Linked DNA regions of Mus musculus: region 2 is linked to region 1. Evidence: chromatin contacts called from public Hi-C data. All regions are on one chromosome and are shown on one strand. The core of a region is the stretch at or near the end of the contact, and the rest is flanking DNA. Distances in the headings are between cores, read along the strand shown. Region 1 overlaps Sntg1 (syntrophin, gamma 1). Region 2 holds the start of Sntg1 (syntrophin, gamma 1).

Region 1 (6,643 bases), core at 2,496-4,995:
GAGGGAGGGAGGGAGGGAGGGAGGGAGGAAGGAAGGAAGGAAGAAAGAAAGAAAGGAAGAAAGGAAGAAAGAAAGAAAGGAAGAAAGGAAGAAAAGACGGAAAAGGTGACTCTAGGTGAACACCAACATCCTGGGGTAAGCTCCCAAATATTATAAGTCTATAGTCATTTAGAGATTCACCAGTCTAACAAAGCATAAAGTCCAAAAAAAGAGAAGCTTTTATTCACCAGGGTTACTCCAGAGTCTCATAATTCCTAAATGTAGTGACCAGGTACAGCAGTTAGAGGTTAATACAGGCAAAGAACACAACGTTACATCATTACACTGTGTTCTCCTGTAAGCAGAAGGTCCTTTTATGTAAAACAAACTTTTGTTTACAGAAACAGAAACAGTGGTGTCCAGCAGTTAACCTTGTGACTTATTCCTTTGTATAGCAATAGTTTTCTTAAGCTTTTTCAAGAGCAGGTAATTTCATAAATGAAACCTTAACAGCACTTAACATTTGGAAGTCCATTTCTGCTTTAAAGTTCTCTGAAGCACAGTTCTGCTTAAACTTTGAAACCTAAAGTCATCAACAAATATAATGTTAGCCCTGATATTACAACTGTGTACTGCAGTTATGCCTTTGTCACTTCTCTTCACCTTCACTCTCCCCTCATCATTCTCTTCTCCTTTCCATTTCTTAGTTACTTTTATGTACTGAGATAGTAATGGACCAAAGTAGAAGAACATTTGAAATGTAAAGAAATATAATAATTAATAAAATAAATAAATAAAGGAAAAAAACCAAACAGATAAGAAAATAGAAAATAACATACTGGGCTGGTGAGATGGCTCAGTGGGTAAGAGCACCCAACTGCTCTTCCGAAGGTCAGGAGTTCAAATCCCAGCAACCACATGGTGGCTCACAACCATCCATAACGAGATCTGACTCCCTCTTCTGGAGTGTCTGAGGACAGCTACAGTGTACTTAGATAAAATAAATAAATAAATATTTTTAAAAAGAAAAGAAAATAACATACTGAGATAGTGTGTTGGTCAAATACTAAAATGTTGACATGGATAATCCATGACCTAGGGATGAGCTACACATGTGTAGAATGATTTATGAATTCTTATTGATGATCCCTTATTGTCACAGGTCAAGAAACCTGTGTTTCCCAAAATATGTCTTGTTTTTCAGGCCCCCTCAGGTTTGTTTTTGGATTTCTGATTTCTATGTGAGATTTTTGGTTTCCCTGGGCTTTCCCATCATAGCCTTTCTACTGTGTAGGTTGAGGACTCAGGAGCAATTTTCTTGTCTGTAATTAAGTATTCTTAATTATGAACCTATTGAATGCCATTCATTCATGTGTGCACCCAAGAAGAGTCTCCAAGTCACATTATTTCCCTCATGTTATAGTAGGCCTAACCACAATGCTTATTTATACATGATAGCCACACAAACACTTGCCATGGATCTATGCCAACTTTTCATTGCCTGTAAAGTGCAGGAGCCTTCCTCAATTTTATCTGCCTCTCTATACCCATGTTCCTATTTAAATATGTGTTAATCAAGTCACAATAACTGGTTTTTTGTTTGTTTGGTTTTTTTTTTTTTTTTTTTTTTTTGTCTCTGAAGCTCTTGGTTCTAATGCATAGAAGTCACTATCGCATTTCTATTCCAAACCTCGAAAAGTAAGCATAGTTATGACACAGAATCAATTATGAAGAAAATTAAGAATAATTAACTTCAATGATTAGAAATGTATCTATTTTAATGCATTACCCAGAGTATAAAAACTATTTTGTATTAATATGCAGATCTGGGTGTATAAAACTAGTCTCCTAGGTTTATTCTATCTGAGACTATATAAGGTATTACATAGATTTAAGAATTGAATTGAATGCATAGATAAAAATATCTAGCTGTCATTCTCTTTTTGTAGCTTTTGAAGAAATGACTGTAAGAAACAGAGTGGAAAATGTGAATTGCTATCAAATGTGTCCTCCTATTCCATAGATAGCTGTGCTTCTGCCTGGACTTTAAAAAAAAAAAAAAAAATATATATATATATATATATATATATATATATATATATATATATATATGTGTGTGTGTGTGTGTGTGTGTGTGTGTGTGTGTGTGTGTGTGTGTGTGTGTTTACCATGCATGTATGTCTGTGTAGCACATGGATACTTGGTTCCCTTGGAAGCCAGAAGAGGGACTATAGTTTACAGATGGTTGTGAGCTTACTTGTGGGTGTTCAACCTAGGTTGTCTAGAAGAGGAGCCTTTGCTTTTAACTGCTGAACCTTCCCCCGAATCCAACTTCAGGATATTTTAAGTGTCACAGTCACTCTTGAGTATCGGAGTGAAAGCTCTAGTGTAGAGGGATGGTTCATCCATTAAAGGCTAAGCTCACAACCAAAACTATAAAAATTAAGTTCTATGTGTGGGTGAATCAGGAATATACATTTTTCATGAAGCACATTTTTATCATAAACAGTTTTAAATTATTTTATTTTAAGCAAACATACTTTTTTTAACAGGAAATAAGCAGTACATGTTTGAGTACATTCCTTTCTCTGGCATGAAGTGTCAGGTGTGATAATTAGTTTCTCTACACAAATTGAATGCACAGTACTTTGGCTGCCAAAGCTGGTGCCAGGTATTTCCTTTAGAGACTGGATTTAGCCTAGAGAGAAAATAAATGGACAGAGACCCACACATGACTCTGAGCTAGATGTGTGCTCCCTGGGTTTACCTTTCTTTCAGGAAATGCATAATATCTAACATCCTCAAATGCCCACTTGTAGAACTGATAGAGCCAGGAAAGCTGTGTGTTTGGAAAGAATATGTGAACGCATGCAGTTTCTGTCACATTTCAAATGCCTAGCTAAGGAAGTTGTCTATCACTCCATGATTGGTGGATTTAAGTATGAATTGTGGATTTTCTAAAGTGCCACAAATAACTCAACAGAGTAATTCTCCTGGTCAGGGCCTTGGTGACTCCAATTCATGTTGTGGTTTCATGTTTTCTGCCCATTAATCCTATATTCAATGATCAAGAAATTAACATGAGTTTTACCATTTAGTGCTTAACACTTGTGTTTCCAATTCTTGTACTGTTAAAAAAAAAACTTACAAATGTCAAGATCTGAGACAGAATTATAAACTGGGAATGTTTGGTCAAAGAGAAAAGAATGTCCCCTAAGCTGATGTTGTTCCATAGCACATGCTTTGCTTTATATCTCAAAGGTTGTCCATATTTAGCTGAATATAAGAATGTCATCTCATTATTTGTAAATAGATATTATCCTAGTCTTTTTGTTGATTCACTTTAAAATGGATATATTTATAAAGGAGGTAATTGGACTAGAATCTGGAAGTTGTTTGCTTTATTGTCTTAAGGACCAAGCTATAAATGGCTAACTAACACAGTGTTTCATCTGTTCTGTTCTTATGCTCTTTTAGGCAGAACGCTTTCCAAGTTGTTGCTGTGGATGGAGTCTGCAGTGGAATTCTTCAGTGCCTCTCTGCTGAAGACTGCATGGATTGGCTCCAAGCAATAGCATCTAACATTTCAAACCTCACAAAGCACAATGTAAGTACTGATTTAAGGAATAAATATCTAACCAGCAAGTCTTTCAGCATTTGTAGGTTTATTCAGTGGCATTTAACTTTGCTTCATCTGCTTAGTGCCATTCCAAGAACAAGTTTCCTTCTGCTTCCTGGTAAAGCTGTTCTGAAATACAAGAGAAAAATCTTGTCAGCATGAAAGCCCAGGCAGACGTGACCTACAAGAAAATACTCACAGTCCAGTGCCAAAAGCAACTGCTTTAAATAAACATGATACAAAATCTTGCATAAAAATAGTATGCATAATTAAGAGCACCCTCAACAAGCAAGCTGATGAATTTCAAATAAATGAATTTGATTTGTCTTCAGTGACCCTAGGACTGTGGCAGAGAATGTGTGAATGAAAAGATCCAAATAAAAGGTGATAACATAGAGACTGAAAGTTTCCTGTAGTGCTCTGTAGGCACAAGACTAGTGAGTGGCTGTCCTTATGGGTTGCAAGAACCTGTGCAGCATGACAAGGTCTCTGTCACTAGAAACAGCTTCTCTCTTGACCTGTGTTTCTCATACCCTTCTTTATTCTCCTTCATTTCCCATGTGGTTTTCTGGTCATCATGTCTTTGCTACCATTACATTTGCCACAGACTAACTTCTATTGGGTCTTCTACCTGTGGAGAATGGGTTTCTGGTTGCAGGTGAACAAGGGTAGGCAAGAATTGACAGGCAGACGCAGGCACAAGAGAATGCTGAATCTGAATGTATTTTGTCCAAACGAACACCAGACTTTTAATACAGAAGAAAAACAAGAAATCCAGGCGAACACATCTGCCAAGTTACATTGACACAGAACAAAAAGAATGCATACATAAAAAGATAGCAGGAGCCAGGCCGAGTTTACTACTGAGAATAAGAACAACCCTTAATTAAAAAGATCAGCTAAACACAGGAGCCAGGTGAATGTTCTGATGCAATGCTAGTCTATTGTTAAACCTACAACCAGGGGTCCTTTAGTAAATACCTGATTATGCTATTCCTCTGGGCCTAGTGAAAAAACTGTGGACCAGGGGAATCCCTTTTACTAACCATGCTACAACCCACCTATTTCCTAGGCCATTGTGTATTTCTGTGTTTGGGTGTGACTCGGCTATTGTCCTAAGTAATTACTACGCAGAATAGCCCTGGGCTTTTCAAGCTCTGTTCTTTGTAATGCCTAATTAGTTTCACTGTCTCTACTAAGAGTGAATTTGAATGTTACTGAATAGGTAACATTCTTACTGAATGCCAAGCTCAGGGGCGGCTTCAAGGACTGCCTAGGACATTGGAACAGTGGTGAAGGCTTAGATATATGTCAAAATCAATCCTTTAAAGCGTTTATAATAAAACAATACTGAAAGAGAGCATATGGATCCATACACCAGACTAACACGGGGACAGAGTTTGGGTATACAGGCTATTGGAATGCCAAGGTTCCAGGAGGCTGTTTCCATGAAATTCTTTGCCTCGTGACTGCTTCCAGGCTTTTAGGCCTACCAAGCAGACTGCACAGGAGTAGATGTAGCATACATTGAAATAGTTTATCCTTTCTTGATAATCTAGAAAAATATTCTAATAAAGTTTGAAAATAAAAAAACCAAGAAGAAGTGCAAAGCTTAGACTACAAAATTCTTTTTGTGCAAAAGCAAGGACCTGGATTTATACCCAGAACATGTGAGAAAAAGCATAGTACCCTATATTTTTAATCAGCACAGGGGGACAGAAACAATCAAATCACTGACACTTACTGGCCAGGATGTATAGAGCATTTGGCAAGCATCAGACAAGTGGATGCTCTGCAAAGAACTGATGAGTTACAGCTGAAGTTGCTCTAGAGCATCTGTACACATGCATCTACACCTACACATGAATAGAAGTACACATACACAGTTATACCCACCTACTAGTGTCATGTTGTTTAATGTTGATAGTATTATAATAGATGGTTCCATTTTTACATCTATACACATGAATCTACAATTGTACGTGAATATACAAGCGTTTGCATAGAGACACAAACCTACTAGTGTCACATTGTTTAATGTTGGCAGTATTATAATAGATTATTCCATGTTTCATCTATACATATGTATACATCTGCACATGAACGCATGTACATTTACACAGACACATAACCCTACTAGTGTCAAACGCATGTACATTTACACAGACACATAACCCTACTAGTGTCATATTGTTTGATGTTTGTGGTATTATAATAGATCATTCCATTTTTGCATTTATACACATGAATCTACACTTGCACATGAACCCACACATATTTACACACACACACACACACACACACGTCACATTGTTTAATGTTGATAGTATAATATAAATCATTCCATTTTTGAAAACAAAAACCTTGTGGTCAGCCATTCCTTTGCCTCTGTTCCTTCTCATGCCCTCAGTTATTTCATAATATTTGTGAAATCATTGAGGAAAATAAGAAGTTTGAATTCAGGAATTAGGCAAAATGTGCAAATCTTATGAACTTATGAAATCACAACTCTTTCTTAAAGCTAATGTCCCTTTCAGCCAGAGTAACTGCAGATTTTGCTTTTGGCCCCAGAAATATCTTAGTAAATATATTGTATCTTTCTTCAAACTAAGACAGGCCAAGATGTTATAGCCAATTGCCTTATATTTGTGTTGCTTTTTAAATATTCTGGGGGTGAGGCTATTGATGAAGCTGATTTAAACTGTTGTGCTAATGCATACAGAGGAAAATTAAGATGTGCCTGTAAAAACACAAATAGGCTGAGTATCCATAACCCTGACCAAGCCACATGGTTTGAGTCAAAGCGATGTTCTGTTTTCTTGCCAAACTTTGTTAATTTGTGGTGTCCTACTAAAGCTGAGAATTGAAGACTGTAATTCTATCTCTCCTGTGTTTCCGTGCCAATACCTTATGAGAATGTGACTTTATGTTTCTTGGCAGCAATCAGAAGGATACCTTACTCATGAACCCTGTTTTTGTGTACGTGAGAAACTTTTTTTTTAAAAAGAGTAGGACGCTAATCTTGAAATAATTTCTTTCTTCATA
Region 2 (6,643 bases), core at 2,465-4,964, 720 kb before region 1:
AGGTTTATATGTTTTAAAGACATTTCCATAGTTCAATAGTCAGTCTAAAGTCAATGACATTTCTACCATTTGTGCTTGGTGCTAAGGAACCCAAGATGTGCATGGGTAAAGAATTCCTGCCAAAGAGGTGTGGAGAAATGCTACTCTACCAAAGTTTCCTCGTATATGAAATGTTTCCTCTTGGAGGGAACATTCTCAGAACACAGTGTTATCTAGAGAGGGGGAACACCTTGTAACATGCATGGATGATCTTTAAAGATTCAGGATGTTTTAAAGAGAGGTGTTATGCTTTCCTTTGGGGAAGCTCAAGTGGTAAACAACCCAAAGCCATCAAGAAGTCCTGGATGTGACAAAATATACTGGGCATCTCAGTGTTCAAGCTTTTGTAAACAATCACGATTATTAAGAGATACTGTCATACAAACATCTCAGTCTAGAAGACTTTAGGACAAGACAAGCCATCTGGAAGAGGCAGATCACCTAAGCTGCCTAGAAACAGCTGGGATCACCCGAGCTGCCTGAAAGGGGCTCAGACTAACTGGTGTGTGTGGAGAAATCCCTCTCCAACCTGTTGACATGCTTACACGCTGTGCAATACATTCTGTTTTCAGCTTTTGTGAGCTGTCACTCAGTGTTTTCATGGTAGGTGTTTTTCATAATTTCTGCTACTAAAAGTAACTCTTTATACACATTCCTGCAATGAACCCTGATAAAACTAGTTGGCCTATCTATTTGGACTTGGGTGTTATGCTTTAGTTTATCCTCAGTTTCTTGTTTGGGGTGAGCAGATATTTGCTCATGTCTGTTCAGGAAGAGCGCCACACACTAAAGGTGCAAAATGTCCTATTGGGGGCTAGTTCATGACCTGGATCCATGTAGCATATGCAGTATGCTAATTCTGTGAACTAGGTGTCATTATTTCCATTTTAGAATAAAGAACACAGTTGACAAAACTGCTCCATCAGTAAAGTGCCCATCATACAAGCCCAAGGACAAAAATCTATCTGCATATATCTACATAAAAAGATAGGCATTGCAATATGTACCTTAATCCCACCACCAGGAAGGCAGAGACAGGAGGATCCCTGGTGCACATGGGCCAACCAATCTATTTGAATAGGTAAGGTCCAGGCTCAGTGGAAGTCTCAAAATATGATGAGAGCGATACAGAAGGGCTGCATGTCTATTTTTGGTCTCTGCACACACTCTTGCACACACATGTAAATGTGTACTTGCACACACACACACACACACACACACACACACACACACACACACACACGAATACATCCTATTAGATCAGGTATGATGGAGGTGTCATGGAAATATAAGATGGCAGATAGTGATAGCCAGAAGCAGAATTGTTCATCTAGTCCAAAACACTTAAGAGATGGAGGCTCTCTTTGGAAGTAGGGAGGGGGCATGTGGTAGTGTGTGTGTGTGTGTGTGTGTGTGTGTGTGTGTGTGTGTGGTGTTGGGGGTCTTGGAGTTTTATAGGATGAAATGAGGGGGAATTTGGAGGTGGAAGAGTACCTGTGCAGGTCAGTTCCCCTGCAGTCTTAGAGGCGGGTGCTAGCAGGTTTGATGTGTGGATCTCCTTACCTGAGGCTTCAGTGGGTGATATTGGTCAAGTCAGCTTTCTTGTCTGGAGTGTCTCAGTTCACACGAGGCTTTTAGTTAACTTACTCACCATACACCAACAACAATAAAACTAAATGAAGAAACAAACTAAACAGTTTAAGCAACTTTTCTAAGTGGCAGAAAAGAAAATTCTTTCTCAAGTGAGTCAGCCATCAGAATCACTTAAGAGAAAACATAAAAACAAAGTGGTGTGGGATGGGATCTCATGGATGTTGCTAGTGGCTGTTTAGGTGACTACTTTTCTTCTGCTCCATTCTATCCACAAACAAGAAGCAAACTGGACTGAGTTTTGTACTTAGTCAATGTGAGGCATCTGCCTTTATCTGAAACCAATTGTGCTCAGTGCTACAAGCACAAGCACACATGAAGCCCCAAGCACACATGAAGCCTCAACAAAGAATATCTTCAACAAAGAATAGCTGAGCTGATTAAAGTCACCCCCCCCCGACCAGTTCTTACACAGAAAATGAGCAAAGACTGTGCCCCCTAGCACCACTTCGTTAGGAAGTCCTCAGAACACATCAAGATAGTTGTTTCATTTCAGACATACTTGCCTATAGGTATTTTTAGTTGTATTTGATACAATAAAAAGAAACAGAGTAGAATTCAACTGAAGGCACTGAAACTTTAAATTGAACACTACCTAATTTTTTATATTGAGTGTTGACTAGGTCAGTTGAGGACTCTGGTCACTGCCTGTTTTTCATAGGTTGTTGTGCTAACTTACCTTCTGTATTCTATTTATACATTCTATATAAGAACATTTAGAAAATAAAAGTAACCTTTAAGAATAAAAGTGATTTAAATGATTTTTTGGACAAATCTTATCCAACAGAAAATTTACTTAAAATAGCTCTTCAGTTCACCTCAGACTATCTGTCCCTGTTTTATTTATACTTTATTTATTTACACTTCATTTATATACATTTGTAGCATCCGGTGATACACTTCATCATCTTTGTCCCACAATGCTTTGAACAGGTTGACTAGGAGGAATGTGCTACAGGTTTGTTTCTTCACAAAAAAAGACATCAAACTGTCATAATCAGCTAGTCTGACAGTTCAAATTAATCAACCCTTTCTTTTTTCTTGGTGGCAAGAGAGGGTGGCAGGAGAGAGGGAGGAGGGGAGGATGGAGAGGGAGGCTCTGTTATTAGCATGAATCTGTGCTCTACAAAGGGAAATCTCTCCCTGTGGTTGGATAATGAAGCGCATATGTTTTCAATTAGCAACATCTCGGTGCTTCACTTAAAGGCTTTTATTTGCTGTGCTAATTTCCTGTATGATTCATGTTTCTACATGTACAAAGAAAATGATTCAAACAATTACGTGAATCAATTGAAACAAGCATGCAAAACAGCAAAGAAAACCCATTTATTTTCAGGGGTTGGCCACAACAGGCAAACACAGCCTTTAAACAAGCCATTTTCATTCTCTAACCAAAAATAGGGCAACTACTTTAACTTATTTGGAGAAAGACGTATTTGTTTGCATGGATAACAGAAACACATGTTTGCATTGGTAGAACGAAGTGGGAAACGTAATTTACAATAATACTGGAGAATTTATTTCTCCAGGAACCGGAAAACAAAGCAGCTCTTTTAAAATTAGCTCCTAGTGCTAAATTGCATCTTATGTAGTGTTATCTCAGAGTGCTGAAGCGCATCATCAACTAGGCAACCTTTGGACTCCAAAATTCAGATGTGGAGAAAGTGGATGCGAGCCTGGTCCCTTGAGCTTTTTCTGTGAGGGGTAGCTCCACAAAGCATCCCGAAACGAGGGCGACACTTACTGGGGGCCTCTTCTAGCGCGAGCCAGGGGGTGCAGCTAATGCAAGGAATGGCCCCAGACCAGGGAAAGGAGGGTTCGTGCTGGAGGAAGGATGCTCAGTGCACTTCTCCAGAACTCCTTAGTTTCCCCCAGGGCAGTCGCCAGGCCTTTGGCGGTGCTGTCGCCTCCCGCATCCACCCTACAGCCCAGTGAACTGCGTAAAATGCGGGCGCCGCAGCTCCGGCCATAGGGGCGCGGAAACCCAGCGGGAGACGCTCGTGCAATCACTCCACGACTTTCCCAGTGCAGCCGGAGGTGGATAGGAGCGAGCACCCAGCAGCACTGCGTGCCCACGCGTTGTCCCTGCGCTAAGCCTGCACGCCCCCCTCGGTCGGAACAAACTCCGGGTGCACAAGTCTGCGCTGCACAAGTTCTTCAGCTGGAGCTGGGCGCTTACCCAGGTTGGCGTTTGTGGGGCGCTCTTCAGCCTTACCACAGTCACTCAGAGCTCCGCAAAGACGCCGTGTTAAGCAGATTGCCCCATTCTCACTCTGTGTATTTCAGTTCCCCCATCTCACTCCATTCGTGCCTGCACCAGTTGCCTTGTGTGGGCGGCGGAACCTCGGCGGCCTCCTACAGGGCCACCTTCTCGAACCCGCGTCCAATTCCACCGCAAGCTTCTCTACTGGAAGCCACCAGAAGCCTGACCGCGGAGCTAAGTAACCCGGGGGACGTCTCGGTCCGGTGCCTAGGCCTTGCTGGAGCCTTTTAGGGATAACAGCCCTGCCTACCTGATCCACTACCCTCATCCAGTCTTTTGTGCGGCGACACGCCCCCGCCCCTGCGGGAACCCGGGCTGTAGGCGGTGGGAGGGCGGGAGCTGGAACCCAACCTCCCTGTCCCTGCTGTCCCTGTCTGGGGCTCCCGGCCACGGCTAAGCTCTTCGCGGCGATACAGCCTCTCGGAAACAAAGGTATCCCTAGCCTTTTCCTGGCCCTTTCACGGTTTCTGCATTTTCTGACAAGAGTCTGTCTGTGTATCTGGGAACTGAGCATCCTTACTCTGTCATCTCGGAATTCCATCTAGAGCTCCGAAAATGTGAACGTGTCCGCGCCCTGGTTAGGAAGCAAGATCGCAGGGGGACCTCCAAAATAGCCCTTCTCATCTTATGTAATTAAGGACCCACGAGCTTCCCAAAAGCACCTCTACAGTCTCCACAGTGCTCAGCTTCTCTCCTCCTCCCCCTTCTCTCCCCTGTCTCTTTCTCTCTGTCCCCCGTCCCTGTGCGCGCTTGTGCGCGCGCCCGTGTTCGTGCGTTCTTTTTTCATTTCTACCATTAGGAAACCTACTCAGAGCCGCTGTGAACTTAGAAGAGGCTCAGCATTTGTTTCCCACGGATTTCTGCCTCTCCGGAAACGTTGCCAGCGTATACACATAAGGGTATCAAGATGGAGAGACCATTAATCCCCAAGAAATGAAACACGGCGGAGAAACGGCAAAGCTAGAAGTCTGGAAGAGGCCTTAGCAGGAGTATAGGGTCTGGAGTAGACTAAGGGGTCCTGGTTCCCCTCGCTTCAGCACCGGAAGGGATGGACAGCGTCTCCCAGCTGCGTGGCTGCCTGGGAGACCCAACTGTGTTGCTGCTGCTGCCTCTGCTGCTGTCCTCCTGGCCACAGTCATCTACAAGAGCTCTTAGCAGCTAAAAGGCGGTGCCTCTGGTCCCCTTCCTTGATGGACGAAAACCAGCCCTCCTCATCCTCTACCACTCATATCAACCTAGTTAAACTCTAGGCAGCAACTTCAAGAAAAATTTCTATACAGGACTCCGGGGAATGCAGGCAGAAGAGTGGAGTTGAAGTTCTTAGAAGCACCAAAGAACCATGGGCGTTGCAGTAGGAATTGAAATTCTCAAAGGCCCAGAGTTTTTAAAATAAGAACGTCCCTGAGTGGATTGCAGCTGTTGTGGAGACAGCTTTGTGAGAGGTCAGAGATACTAAAACCCCAACATTAAAGAAGCTGAGAAGACGTCAATTCCTCTGCTCAGCAGGTATGTGATAATACTATTACATCTGTGTTTCACCACACACTAATGACTTTGCAAGGTTTAACAGAAAAGATACAAAGATGCTGAGAATTAAGGAAAATGAGTACTTCTGGTTGTTTAAAAGTAATAATTCCTAGATTAGTATCTTAGAAAATCTCTTCCTTGATAAATTAGTCTGGAATTTTACTTTTCTGGAATCTCTTGACAGAGGTGACAACAATATGTAGTTGGCTTACATTAGTATAGCAAACTTTTACTTGGACATTTTCTTCTTGCTTAACTAATAGCTTTGGGGATCTCTGTGTATCTTATTGTTTTCTTTAAAACTAATGTGCACTGGTGTTTGGCGATCATACATATTTAGCTAAAAGCGACTCTGGTTGTGTTATATTGCATCTGAAATATATATTTGAAATTTAAATATATCAAAAAGTTGGAAATGGCTCAATCACCTCTTGTAATATTCTAAATGGTTATATTTTGTTAAAATGTTTAAGGCACAAAATATGTACGCATCAATATCTGATCCCTTTTGTAATCAGAGTCCCCAAGTGTAGCTAGACCTTAGACTTATCAACAGATATCTCAAGGCAGGAAGTGAGCAGCTTCCTTGTGCGTCTGTAAGAGAGTAGGGTTCCTTCAGTATTCTGACTGATTAGTTCTACAAAACCTATTTGTTTCTGAAATCAAGTGATAGAGACTAATCAGTTACTAATAGACCATAAACCTTAACATGATAATTAATTTTTCTTGATACTTAACGTGATAATTCTTTCTTGATACTTCTTTCTAGACTCTTCCTTTAGAGCTTTAAAATTACAGCTTCCACAATGACCTTGATAAGCATTGGGCTTTAATGAAAGGGGTTTTCTGTGTAAAAAGCAGTTATACAAATGTGTAGTCCATGGCTGGCATTTCAGAAAGAACTCATTCAATTCCAGCGATTGCATTCTGCTCAACGGAGAGCTTTGACTCACAGTAATGAGTCTCATAGTCGTGATGGCATATGCTTAGCCAAGTCTGTGGAAAGAGTTTGTCTCTTGAAAAACTGCAGGAGTTTGGAAGAATTTTTTTTTAAATTTTATAAACCATGTATAGCTGAAAATAAAATACCTTTACATCACATACAGTAACTCTCACTTTCTTTCTTTGAATGCCCAATCTCCTGAGCCAGGGTGGTACTTGTTG

The links. Hi-C and Micro-C count contacts between places; a contact is called where the count stands out from the background.
Region 2: a contact with region 1 is called in a Hi-C map of cortical neurons, with 2.0 times the contacts expected there. The contact joins the promoter of Sntg1 here to the enhancer-like site in region 1. A contact is called at or near these places in 4 of 39 promoter capture datasets (cranial neural crest, hippocampal neurons, liver and 1 more), 1 of 484 Hi-C or Micro-C datasets (cortical neurons) and 2 of 115 datasets of contacts at active chromatin or transcription factors (SST interneurons and embryonic stem cells).

What each region holds. Positions count from the first base shown.
Region 1 is chr1:8,580,148-8,586,790 of GRCm38.p6, reverse strand. Sntg1 (syntrophin, gamma 1) reads left to right here. Exons shown (of 20, transcript NM_001290393.1): 13 at 3,457-3,586. Among named protein-coding and RNA genes, the nearest start is that of Gm39589, 460 kb to the right of the region's middle. Within about 2 kb of position 3,745, at least 15 of the 459 cell types and tissues checked have an H3K27ac peak or open chromatin away from gene starts, as enhancers often do. A contact at or near this core is called in cortical neurons and embryonic stem cells, where this site is marked.
Region 2 is chr1:9,296,948-9,303,590 of GRCm38.p6, reverse strand. Sntg1 (syntrophin, gamma 1) reads left to right here and starts at 3,714. Exons shown (of 20, transcript NM_001290393.1): 1 at 3,714-5,458.